Regions from separate parts of the Rattus norvegicus genome. Here regions 1 and 3 are each linked to region 2. Evidence: chromatin contacts called from public Hi-C data. All regions are on one chromosome and are shown on one strand. The core of a region is the stretch at or near the end of the contact, and the rest is flanking DNA. Distances in the headings are between cores, read along the strand shown. Region 1 overlaps Cdkl1 (cyclin dependent kinase like 1). Region 2 holds the start of Map4k5 (mitogen-activated protein kinase kinase kinase kinase 5). Region 3 holds the start of Dmac2l (distal membrane arm assembly component 2 like).

Region 1 (3,680 bases), core at 1,016-3,515, 150 kb before region 2:
AACTACTGGATAGAACAGGCAGTTACAGGCATCCGCTTTCATCAAATACATTTATTGATTTAAGGGGGAGAGGCAATCTTAATTATTCTCAGAAGTTAATATCCTTCCTTGTCATTTAAATCATGGCTATTTAAGAGGAACTGAATAATACTGGAGCTGTTATTTAACCTGCTGTCAGGTCTCTGGTAGAAACTATATGAATTTAGGAAGCCTTAATTTGCCTTAGGGCAGCCAAGAATATTGAACAGATGATAGGATTTAGTGAACCACATAGCAGCAAGTGATGCCATGAAGTTGATCGAGGAACGAGAGTACAGAAGAAGCATTCCGAAGGTACAGTGAAACAGAGCCTTGAAATCCATGGCTAAGAACTCCTGTGAGCCAGCAGCACATTGGCCAGAAGTGTTCGTAGAAACTGACCTGGGGCTTAACACAGCCCCTGTCCAGGGACAGGGGAGAAAAACTTTTCTATGAGGAGTAGTAAACCAAATCACAGGTTTTTTAATTTTAAGTCTCGCTGATTAAAACTAAGAATCCTTGGCAATATTTTTTAACCACTTTCTTATTGGTTGTTCCACACGTGCGTGCACACACACACATATACACGTCCAAGTGTGTGCTCACAGACGTATACACATGTACTAAGATACTTCAACATCAGTTAACTTATACATTTCCTGATTGAAGTCAAAGTTCAGAAGCAGCCATGTCTACACCCAGATCATCGCGTGAGTTTTCCTTACATGGTCTCAGGTCTGAGGCTGAGCTGAAGGCTGAAGTGGTCACTGCTGTCAGGCTAACAGGTCCATTCTGCACATTCTGTGAGGCCTGTGGGGCTTGTTCTCTCCTTTCCTGACGCATCCTTTCTTCGAGTACAGATAAAGTATCTTATTAGTTATAAAAGCATAAAAACTGCTAAGTTTTAAGGTAATCTGTATGATTCTAGATATGTGGATCAACTTAGATAATTCTAAAAAAAAATTCTTAAACCATAAAAATTAAGAAAGACCAAACAAGAAATAGAATCACAAACATTTTGATTTCAGGGACTAAAATCATACTTAAATATGATTTGAAAACAACATAGGAGATAGGACTCGAGGCAGCACATCTAAAGAAATGTATAAGGACATTTCTTTCTTTCTTTCTTTCTTTCTTTCTTTCTTTCTTTCTTTCTTTCTTTCTTTCTTTTTTTTTTTTTTTTTCCGGAGCTGGGGATTGAACCCAGGGCCTTGTGCTTGCTAGGTAAGCGCTCTACCACTGAGCCAAATCCCCAACCCTGGACATTTCTTTTTTTCTTTTTTTTTTTTCTTTTTTTTCCTGGAGCTGGGGACTGAACCCAGGGCCTTGTGCTTCCTAGGCAAGCGCTCTACCACTGAGCTAAATCCCCAACCCCAGGACATTTCTCTTTTTTTGGTTCTTTTTTTGGGAGCTGGGGACCGAACCCAGGGCCTTGCGCTTCCTAGGCAAGCGCTCTACCACTGAGCTAAATCCCCAACCCAGGACATTTCTTGATGTACTCTCTGCGTGTGGCAGAGAGCAAACTGCAGCCCAGGTCTTCTGACATTATCTAATGTTGCAGCTGCGGGCTTAGGTACAGTTTATATTCTGTCCATAAGCTCTGCTGCTTAGAAAAGGAAGATGCAGAGATGTCCCAAGCTCCTGCTCTCTTCTCTGGACATCTCCACCAAGCATGGAAGTCTGGATCCGGAATTTCCCTCATATCCTGGCAAATAACCTCCAGCTTCCTGTTCGTGTTTTCTCCTGATGTGTGGTCAAGACAGGAGTCAAATGTATACATTTCTGCAAATTATTGATCAATTCTTCATTACTCTGCCAGCTCCTTAAATATTTGGAAAGTGGTAGTTAAAGTTCCTGGTACCACAGTGGTACTTCTTCCTGTCCAGAGCGGGGAGGACGCTGCTGCTGGTTAGCTGAGGCAGGTGCTGCAACTGCACACACAGACACAAGATCAGGTTCAAACCTCAGTCAGGCCTTCATTATCACTTAGAATGACTGCATCACAAAACAAAATATAATGTTGGTGATAAATGTTTCCCATCTAAATCCAGAACATGAGAGAGGGAGAAATGTTTCCGTTTGGTTTCTATCTTTTAAAAGTGTGTTTTATTTTTAAAAAAAACAATCCAAGCCAGGTATGGTGGCACTCCAGGAGCAAAAGCAGTAAGATCTCAATGGAAGCAGCCTGGGCCACATAGTGAGGCCTGCCTCAGAGCAAAGCAAAGAAAAGCACAACCAGTGCCTTGGATTAATTAATAACCTGCTTGCTTATGTGTGGGAGACCTTAAATCCCCAACCCTCGCCTCAGAAGAAAAACACGTGTGTGTGTGTGTGTGTGTGTGTGTGTGTGAGAGAGAGAGAGAGAGAGAGAGAGAGAGAGAGAGAAACAGAGACAGAGAGACAGAGACAGAAAATGAGAATTTAAAGACTTCCTTCAAGCTTCCAGAAAAACAATTGTCAAGGTCAAATAAAAACAAGAACAGGCTTATTACTTTTTGACTTGTACCATGGGGCCTAAGGAATTTGGAAAAAAGATAGTCTTTAGTTCTTTTAAGTCTACCAATCCTTCAGGATTCCAACACAGCAAACAGTGAGGTTCTTTATTCTTTCCAGTAGAAATGTTTGCAGCTGGTCTCTTTGTTCCTGAGCACGAAGTAGCACAGCAATGGGAAAAGAGTGAGACTTCAGCCTGATTTACTCACTGGGTCTTAGATGTTAAGAGAATAAAAAACATCTCCCAGTTTTATAACCATGGTCCACCTCAGAGCCCTGACATTGAGGAAGCACTTATTCCTAATACCTTCTCCATCTCTCTCCTGCCTGGACCACCCATACACCATCCAGGTGTTTATTTGAGGAAGCTGGGGCTAGAGAGGAAAGATTAACTCTGGCAGTTTGAATGAGGATGACCCTCATAGGCTCATAGACTTTGAATGCTTGTTTTCTAGTTGGTAGAACTGTTTGGGAGGGTGAAGAGGTGTGACTTTGTTGGAGCAGGTATGTCACTGGGGGTGGGCTTTACTGTCTCAGAAGCACAAGCCAGTCTCTCTCTCTCTGCTTCCTGTGGATAAAACGTAAGCTCTCAGCTACTGCTCCACACCCTGCCTGCCTGCCTGCCTGCCTGCCGTACTCCCAACCATGATGGTTATGCACTCATCTCTGAAACTAAACAAGCCCCAGATTAAATGCTTTCTTTTGTAAATGGTCTTAGTCATTGCATCTCTTCAAAATGACAGAGGAGTAACTAAGACACAAAGGCAGGATAAACCAAAGCTTAAGTTTCTGCATGGATCCAAAAGTGATCAAGAACAGCCAACCCATCTTAGCTATGGTTCAACTAGAGTCTTGATTATTATTGCCATTTAGGGCTGTGTAACCACTACACCAGTCAGGACTCTTCACTGATCCAAGTACGCAGCGGGATCCTGTTCTGTGGTTAAAGGGGCCATCCTGCAGGCCCTTGTCACTGTGTTTGTCTTCACCAACTGACGATGCAGAAAGGAAACAGTTCCATTTGGGGAGAAACCTTCAGTGCTAACACTGGGGGTAACATGACAAAGGTCTACTTTGGATTAATCTTATTTCGTTCTCCAATGTATGAGAAACATGTTCAGCTGAACACACATGGTATACTAGCCTGCAGCCTAAGTTCATGTATT
Region 2 (3,716 bases), core at 646-3,145:
AAATAAACAAGTTTGTGCTAACGACCACTAATTTTATATTAGGAAGGGGATTCCCTTATAACTGAGTACTTTGCATCAAAGGCACTCAAGGCCAGAGTAAGGACCTTGCTCACTGTTGCACAGCTCTGTTTCTAGAACAGTGTCTGGTTGGGCCCAAGTGCCTGATCTTATGAGGTAAAAAGCCTACCCAGAGCCCTCCCCTCAGAATCAAACACCCCAAGGGACTACTACTAGCAAAAACTCACTCAAAAACAAGCAGAGAAAAGAGATGTTTTTCCTTGCATAGCACCTGTGCAAATCAACATACTTCAGTGGAATCAAGCGATTACTCATGAGACACTTAGGGCTCGATGCAGACTGCTGTTTGGAACGTACTGATACATAGGTCAAAATATCAAGCTGCTGCAAGAGGGAAATACGCTTTTTTCTTAATACCCATAAGGAACTGCACTAACTCTGCCCCTTTGGAACAAAGAACAAAAGCCACAAGGGAATATTGAACAGTGTCTTCCTCTGAACCCTTCAAAAACTTAGCCGATTTAAGAAATTGGTTTGCTTTGCTATGGCATTTTTTTAAATTGTTGTTTTTTTTGTTGTTGTTGTTGTGTAATGGCAGATTACATATTTATTATTTGTCTTAATATAAGAGACCAGTAAAAAGGATAGCAGCAATTATCCACTCATGATTATGGAATACTATAAATCCCAAAGAAAGGAATTTACTGGAGTCGGAAAACCCCATTAAGTCATACTCATTATTATCTTTTTTTTTTTTTTTCTTCGGAGCTGGGGACCGAACCCAGGGCCTTGCGTTTGCTAGGCAAGCGCTCTACCACTGAGCTAAATTCCCAACCCCTATACTCATTATTATCAACCAGATACAAATGCTTAAACTTCTGCCAGGTGAAAAACATCTTTCTTTGAATTTGTTTAAACTTAATTACACTTTGTTTATTTACTGGGGTTTTTTTTTTTGGGGGGAGGGGGGTGGAGGTCAGGCGACAACTTGCTTCCACCACCGGGAGAATCCGGGGACCGTTCTAGGGACCTAAGGCTTGGCTCTAAGGGCCTTTATATCCAGAGCCAGCTCACCGGGTCCTCAAAGACATCTTCCTACAGGCCGTCATGTTTACACACAAATCCTTTTACTCCAGAACCAGATTACTTAGAGTTACAATTTAGAGCTCGGTTCCACAGAGATTTTTAAAGTCAAGTTCACCCATAACAATAATTTAGAGTGCAAATGCCTAGATTTACAATATTCTTTCCTATCTACAGCCTTCCGCGGAGCATTTTTTTTTTTCTCCACGTTAACACCAGAACATCCTTCAGAGTAACTTCAATACCATAAGTACGCCTTAAAACCACAAAAAAGCTCAGCGGTGGTTTGGAAGGTGCGGTTAAGTCTGCCGGTCGGTAGCGTTAGAATCGATGGGGAACCCAGGGTGCTCGGAACGCAGCCGCGGGGTCCGGGCCACTTCCTGGCCGGACTCTGTGGTCCGGCGCATCCCGGGGACGCCCCAAGCTTGCAGGCCGGGCCTCACCTTGTACACGTCCCCGTAGGTGCCGCTGCCGACCCTCTGCACCAGTTCGTAGTCGTGCTGCGGGTTCCGTCTCAGGATGTCGGCGGCAGGCCTCAGAGGGGCCTCCATCTTCGCTGCGCCCAGCCCGGGGCTCTGCCTGTGGCACCCGTATCCCGCTAACGAGGGTGCGCGGCGCTTCCCAACATGGAGCCTCAGCCCGCAGCTGCGCCTGCACCGGCGAGAGCGAGCGCGGGGGCGTCACGGGGCGCGACCCCGGCAGCCTCCGGGCCTCCTTGGCCCCGCCAGGCCCCGCGCGGGCCGTACCGAAGAGGCTGTTCCTTCCTTGTTGAGCGCCGGGTCGGAGACCCGCGTCTTCTCCGAGACGGCCGTGCGCACAGTCGCTGCTGCCGCCGCACCACGTTCCCCACCCGCGGCTGCGTCACCGGGAGACACGTTCGCGGCCGGCGCGGATCGAGCCCGGCCCGCCCGAGAGCGCAGGCCGCGGGCCCAGAGTGCCGCCCTGAGGCCCGCCGAGTGCACGACACCCTCGCCGCCGCCGGCCCCGCCTCCTAGCTGCTTGCGGGGCGCCCAAGGCATTCGTGCGGCGTCTGACCCGCCCAGGCACGGCCAGGATTCGTCCAGTTGCCGGCAGGACTAGAGGAGGAGGGCCTGTGCGCAGGCCTCGGAAGCGGTGCCTCCTACTTCCATTCAGTCAAGGTAAACTGAGTCCGTCCGGGCAGGAGGTGGGGGAGTGCCGGGTTAACTAAACGCCGGCACACCCGACTGCACCGTCCTGTTCCACACACTGTTCCCGGTGGTACCAGTTCTGAGGCTGGACCGGGGTTTCCCGAGACATTTTTGAAAACCCCAATTCCTACGAAGTTCCTGTGGTTTCTGGGCATCGCCACAATATTGCATCTTTAATGGGACTAGGAGTTCTGGAGATGCTAAAGCCAAGCTAGGGACCTTTGCCTGAGTCTGGTTCCAAAGTAGGTGATCTGGGACAAAGCGTCCTTGGCAACATCTGAGTGTCCTTATCAGTCCCTGGAAGAGGGTAGGTTTTGCATTTGACACCCGAGATGTTTGTAAACCATTTTATAGCATTGTAAAGAGGATTATAAACTGTAAGATGCCTAACCATGCCCAGAATATTGGGCAGGAGTTGTGAGAAGTGATTTGGTTAATGTTTTGGTCTGTTTTGTGATTTGAGTCCCAATCTTGTTCTTAACGTAGAAATGAAGTCACCAATTTTATGTATATAGGTAAAGTTATTTCTAGAGTCCTGCAGAGATTTTCAGTAGAAAAACTAGATAAGGACTGGAAAGATGGCTCAGTGGTTAACAACACTGGCTGTTCCTCAGAGGACCTGGGTTGATTGCCAACACCTGCATGGCAGCTCACTTCTGTTAACTCTAAGCAGGGGTCCAGAGTGGGCTGGAGGAGGTCTAGCACTCTCTTCTAGCCTGTGTAGGCACCAGGTATGCATATGGTGTACAGACATACATGCAGCCAAAACACAAAGTTAAATAAAAATTTAGGAGAAATTGAAAAAATAGATAAAATTACAACAGAACAAATTTCAGGTGACACGTGACTCCAGACACAATCTAATTCTGTTTTGAGAAATATACTTCTTATAGCTAATAACTAAAGAATCCAAGTAACACCTTAACAGAATAGAGAATATATGCATTTTCTTGTGTTCCACACACAAAGAGCACTTATTTAGGGAACATAAGTAAGCCCAGACTTACATGCTCCAGGGACAAAGCCTGTGTGTGTGCTGCATTGAAAAAAAAAGGTTGAAGAACAGTTCCTTCTTTCAAAGCTTCTTGGCACTTGTTTTGGTGGGCACATATTTTTGGCTTCGATGACTCAAAATCTCTTCAACTGTTCTATTGGTATCTTAGTACTTGTTTACTGTCATGGATTTATGTTGATCATGTAGTCAAAACCACCTTATCCACTCTGCGACTAGGGCCATTGTGGAACATTCATGGGTTGAAGGCTTTCACCACAATGGCCCCAGGATAGTCAAGTCAACTTGGAGGGTGGGTGTTGTGTAAGGGGAGAACAGCCTTCCAAGTTTAGAGTCAAAAAGGGACCATTGATCCTTTGTCTAGTGTGAGCTGTATTTGTTCTTTTTTTTTTTTTCTTCTTTTTTTCGGAGCTGGGGACCGAACCCAGGGCCTT
Region 3 (3,605 bases), core at 811-3,310, 170 kb before region 2:
GTACCACTGACAATTACAGAAGCCAGCACTTGGCAATTACTGTTCATTCATGCTGCTACCAGGGCAGTCGCTGTAGCTCAGGGTCTGGCAGAGCTGTGTGCAGCTGTCAGGGTTCATCTTTGAGTCTCAAGAGCTGACTAATAGCTGGGCCTGCCATCTTGGTGAGCACTGTACCCAGGTCCACAATGGAACATTTCTATGCCCATTGAGATGACACAAAATATGATTAAACTGGATAGAGCTATACATAGAACATACAGCATGCATGTAAAGGTGATAAAACATGAACATGTATGCATTAATATTAGTTTTCTGACTTGGCTGTTGTATCATGCTAACACTAGGGTGAATGGTGGGACAGGAGGAAGGCGACATAAACCTATTATAATTTTTGCAACTTTCTAAGGGTCTACAATTGTTTCAAAATAATCAGTATTTAAAAAATTGGGGGGGTTGGGGATTTGGCTCAGTGGAAGAGCTCTTGCCTAGTAAGCGCAAGGCCCTGGGTTCGGTCCCCAGCTCTGAAAAAAAAAAGAAAAAAGAAAAAAAATTGGGATAGGAAAATGGTTAATTGGTAAAGTGCTTGGTGTACATACACATGAGGACCTGAGTTTGTATAGAAAGCACCTTTATGTAAAGGCATTGTTCAACCCATGTAACCTTGGGGTCAGGGCAGGGAGACAGGCAGATCCCTCGTGCTTGCTGACCAACCAATCACCTTAAGAGACCCTATCTCCCCTGGAGGCAGTGGTGATACACACCTTTAATCCCAGCAAGGTGGAGACAAGACACAGGAAAATCTTTGAGTTCAAGGCCAGCCTGGTTGACAAGACAGCCAGGATACAAAGAGAGGCCCTATGTGGAAAGACAGTCAGAAACAGGCATGAAGGGGAAGGGAAAAAGGGAGGAAGATGGAGAAGGGAGGGGAGGGGAGGGGAGGGGAGAGGAAGATTGGGAGAGGTGGGGTGGCATGTGCCTTTAATTCCAGCGCTTGGAAAGGAGGGGCAGGTTGATCGCTTGAGACATTGGAGTCTGCCTGATCTACAGGGCTAAATAGGGAAACCTAGTTTCAAAGGAAAACAAACCACTACCATTTAGCATGACCATTAGACTAAAATTTGATGTGGCTTAAACAAAAGCAAGGCGCCCCTCTCCAGAGTCTTTCCACACCTCTATCTGCCACTAAATCCATTCGCACAGCTCACCTTGCCTCAAACAATCAAAAACTTCCCCTGTAAAGCTTTCACACAGAAAACTGTATTTGCCAAGGCAGCCCACGGTGGTCAACTGAGTTGCTTCTCATGAGGACAACTCTAATGTGTGCAAGGAACTTGACCCACTGAAGCCAAGTTCTGGATTTTCCAAGCAACACGGGATGCTAGCTAAGAAACAGCATACTTATATTTGCAGTATGCTGGGTCTTTTTAACCTTAAAACCACCACCTAGCGGCCAGACTAGGATCCTATTCACCACTCACCCACAGTGGTTAAGAAATAGAGGAGATAGATATGTATTCGGAGCCAGATTGGCTCCTGACTTCCACTCAACACTGCCTTTCCTATGTCCCACAAACACTGTGGACGAACCCTGCAGGTCAGCAGCTTCTGGAATTCGAGGCTGGAGCACAGAATCAAGACTTCGTCGCTGTGGACAGAGACATCGAGGAGGGACACAGGTTCAGTTGGAGACACCTCTGAGGGGAGCAGCGAGTGCAGGCCGCCGCCTCTCACCTACCTGGTACTGGAGCTGCGACCACCCCTGCAGAGTAGCCCGAGCACCCCGGACACCGGCCCGCTAGCGCGGAGGAAGCCCCCAGCAACGCTGCACCCAATCCGTCCGCAGACACCTCCCACATAACGCAGAGTCGGCCACATGGTCTACACCGCCTCCTCTTCCTCAACCTTAGCAGTGGCAGCCTGAACGGACTCTAAGGGTGCAGCGCGCCGCTCTTCAGCCCCGCCCCCAAGCGAGAGCCAATGAAACAGTGCTTTGGCACAACGTGGGCGTGGCCTCCGCTGGCCAATGGGCGAGCGCGGTGGAGGGAAAAGGTAGAGGGCGACGGGCCGGCTCGACGCAGGGACGCCGCACGCCGTGAGTAGAGGAACGAGGGCGGAGGCAGGGACCGGGTGGTGGTTCCACTCTCCCGAGCCTCCGCCAGCACAGGCTTGACTGGACGCCGGCGCCGTTCCGCCACAGAAGGCCGGGCGTGGCGGGGTCACCTCTGGCTCCCGCGACCTCTCCTTCGGCCACGCCTCCTGGTCAGTTGGCAACGCTCTGGCCCGGGAGCCGGGGGCTAAGCCACCTCCTGCCGCTCCCTGTCACTACCGGACTGGTAGCCCGCAGGTTTCTGGGCTCTTCGTGGGTCTCCTGGTTAGTGTCGTTCATTTAACCACTGACTCAGCCTGTAAATATTAGGCCCTGAGCTAGGCGCTGGATGGAAGTAGACAGCTCGGTCCCGGTCATCATGGTCATCATTTAGTGGTTTGTTTGTTTGTTTGTTTTTGTTATTGACTTATGTATATGCCTATATGAGCTTATTGCAACAGCTGTGTGCAGGAGTTCGTAGAGACCAGGAAAGGGAGTAAGGGATCCTCTGGAACTGGAAGTTTTTGAGCAACTGTGAGCCGTATAGGTCCTCAGGTAAGAACAGTTAGCAGTCTTAACCATGGCACCATCTCTCTAGCCCCAAACTTTTATTTTCTTTCTTTTAAAAAATATATTAATTTACTTTACATCCCTGCCACAGTTATCCTTCCCTTCTCTCAGTCCTTTCTTTCACTCTCAACCCCACCCCGAACCCATCCACTAGTCTCTTAAGAATAGGGAGTCTTCCCATGGATATCAACCAGCCCTGGTATATGAAGTTGCACATATAAGACTAGGCACATTCTCTCCTACAGAAGCTAGACAAGGTGGGCCCAGAAGGAGGAAAGGGTCCCAGAGGCAGGCGACAGTGTCAGAGACAGATCCACTTGTCCCACTTGAAAACCAAGCAACACAAGTGTTACATACATGCAGAGGTCAGTCCCATGCTGGTTTCCTGGCCCAACCTTTCCCTAATCACTGGACTAAGTAAGATACGGTTTTAAATGTCCTTGCCTCAGGACAGCCACTCACAGAGCAAGGCACTTACTTGTGTTTCCTCTACTGTAAAAATGAGAGCTATGTTGTCACTTAAAAGGCCTTATAACTCTGAAGCTCTGATTCTTTGTCACCATACCAGTGCATTCTGTGCTTGATGGTAGTTCTTCATCTTTAGGGACAAACTGTTGCTGAAGGCCTTGCCGGTTTGAAGGTTGGTTCCAGCCAGTAGGTGGCTCAGGCTCATCTTCCCCCAGACACTCTTCTGTCTGGAGTGCCCTTGAGCAGATAATAGTGCCTATGAGAAGATTCGTCAGATGTGGAGCTCGGCAAACCATTAGCTTTTTATCATTTTCGATTGATTTATTTCATGAGCAGTACCAGATACTTTGTCTCATTGGCGGGGAAGAAACAGCATTCCCTGTTTATTCATTTCGTCACATAGAAATAGCATGGGTGGTTGTAGCTTAAATTCAGTGTAACTGTGGGCTCTCAAACAGTTCGCTTTTGATGTGGTAAATAT

What was found. Hi-C and Micro-C count contacts between places; a contact is called where the count stands out from the background.
Region 1: a Hi-C map of kidney shows a contact between it and region 2, with 5 times the contacts expected there. The contact joins the enhancer-like site here to the promoter of Map4k5 in region 2. A contact is called at or near these places in 9 of 12 Hi-C or Micro-C datasets (the A7r5 cell line, Schwann cells, frontal cortex and 4 more) and 1 of 1 datasets of contacts at active chromatin or transcription factors (oligodendrocytes).
Region 3: a Hi-C map of prefrontal cortex shows a contact between it and region 2, with 2.7 times the contacts expected there. The contact joins the promoter of Dmac2l here to the promoter of Map4k5 in region 2. A contact is called at or near these places in 9 of 12 Hi-C or Micro-C datasets (the A7r5 cell line, Schwann cells, frontal cortex and 4 more).

What each region holds. Positions count from the first base shown.
Region 1 is chr6:93,960,121-93,963,800 of GRCr8, forward strand. Cdkl1 (cyclin dependent kinase like 1) reads right to left here. Exons shown (of 9, transcript NM_001025121.1): 9 at 1,169-1,952. The coding sequence ends at 1,845. Among named protein-coding and RNA genes, the nearest start is that of Dmac2l, 20 kb to the left of the region's middle. Within about 2 kb of position 2,266, at least 2 of the 93 cell types and tissues checked have an H3K27ac peak or open chromatin away from gene starts, as enhancers often do. A contact at or near this core is called in kidney, where this site is marked.
Region 2 is chr6:94,111,048-94,114,763 of GRCr8, forward strand. It overlaps Map4k5 (mitogen-activated protein kinase kinase kinase kinase 5), which reads right to left and starts at 1,896. Exons shown (of 32, transcript NM_001192016.2): 1 at 1,545-1,896. The coding sequence starts at 1,652. It overlaps Atl1 (atlastin GTPase 1), which reads left to right and starts at 2,177. Exons shown (of 15, transcript NM_001009831.2): 1 at 2,177-2,240.
Region 3 is chr6:93,939,638-93,943,242 of GRCr8, forward strand. It overlaps Dmac2l (distal membrane arm assembly component 2 like), which reads left to right and starts at 2,061. Exons shown (of 5, transcript NM_001007749.1): 1 at 2,061-2,371. L2hgdh (L-2-hydroxyglutarate dehydrogenase) reads right to left here and starts at 1,897. Exons shown (of 10, transcript NM_001108028.1): 1 at 1,736-1,897. The coding sequence starts at 1,875.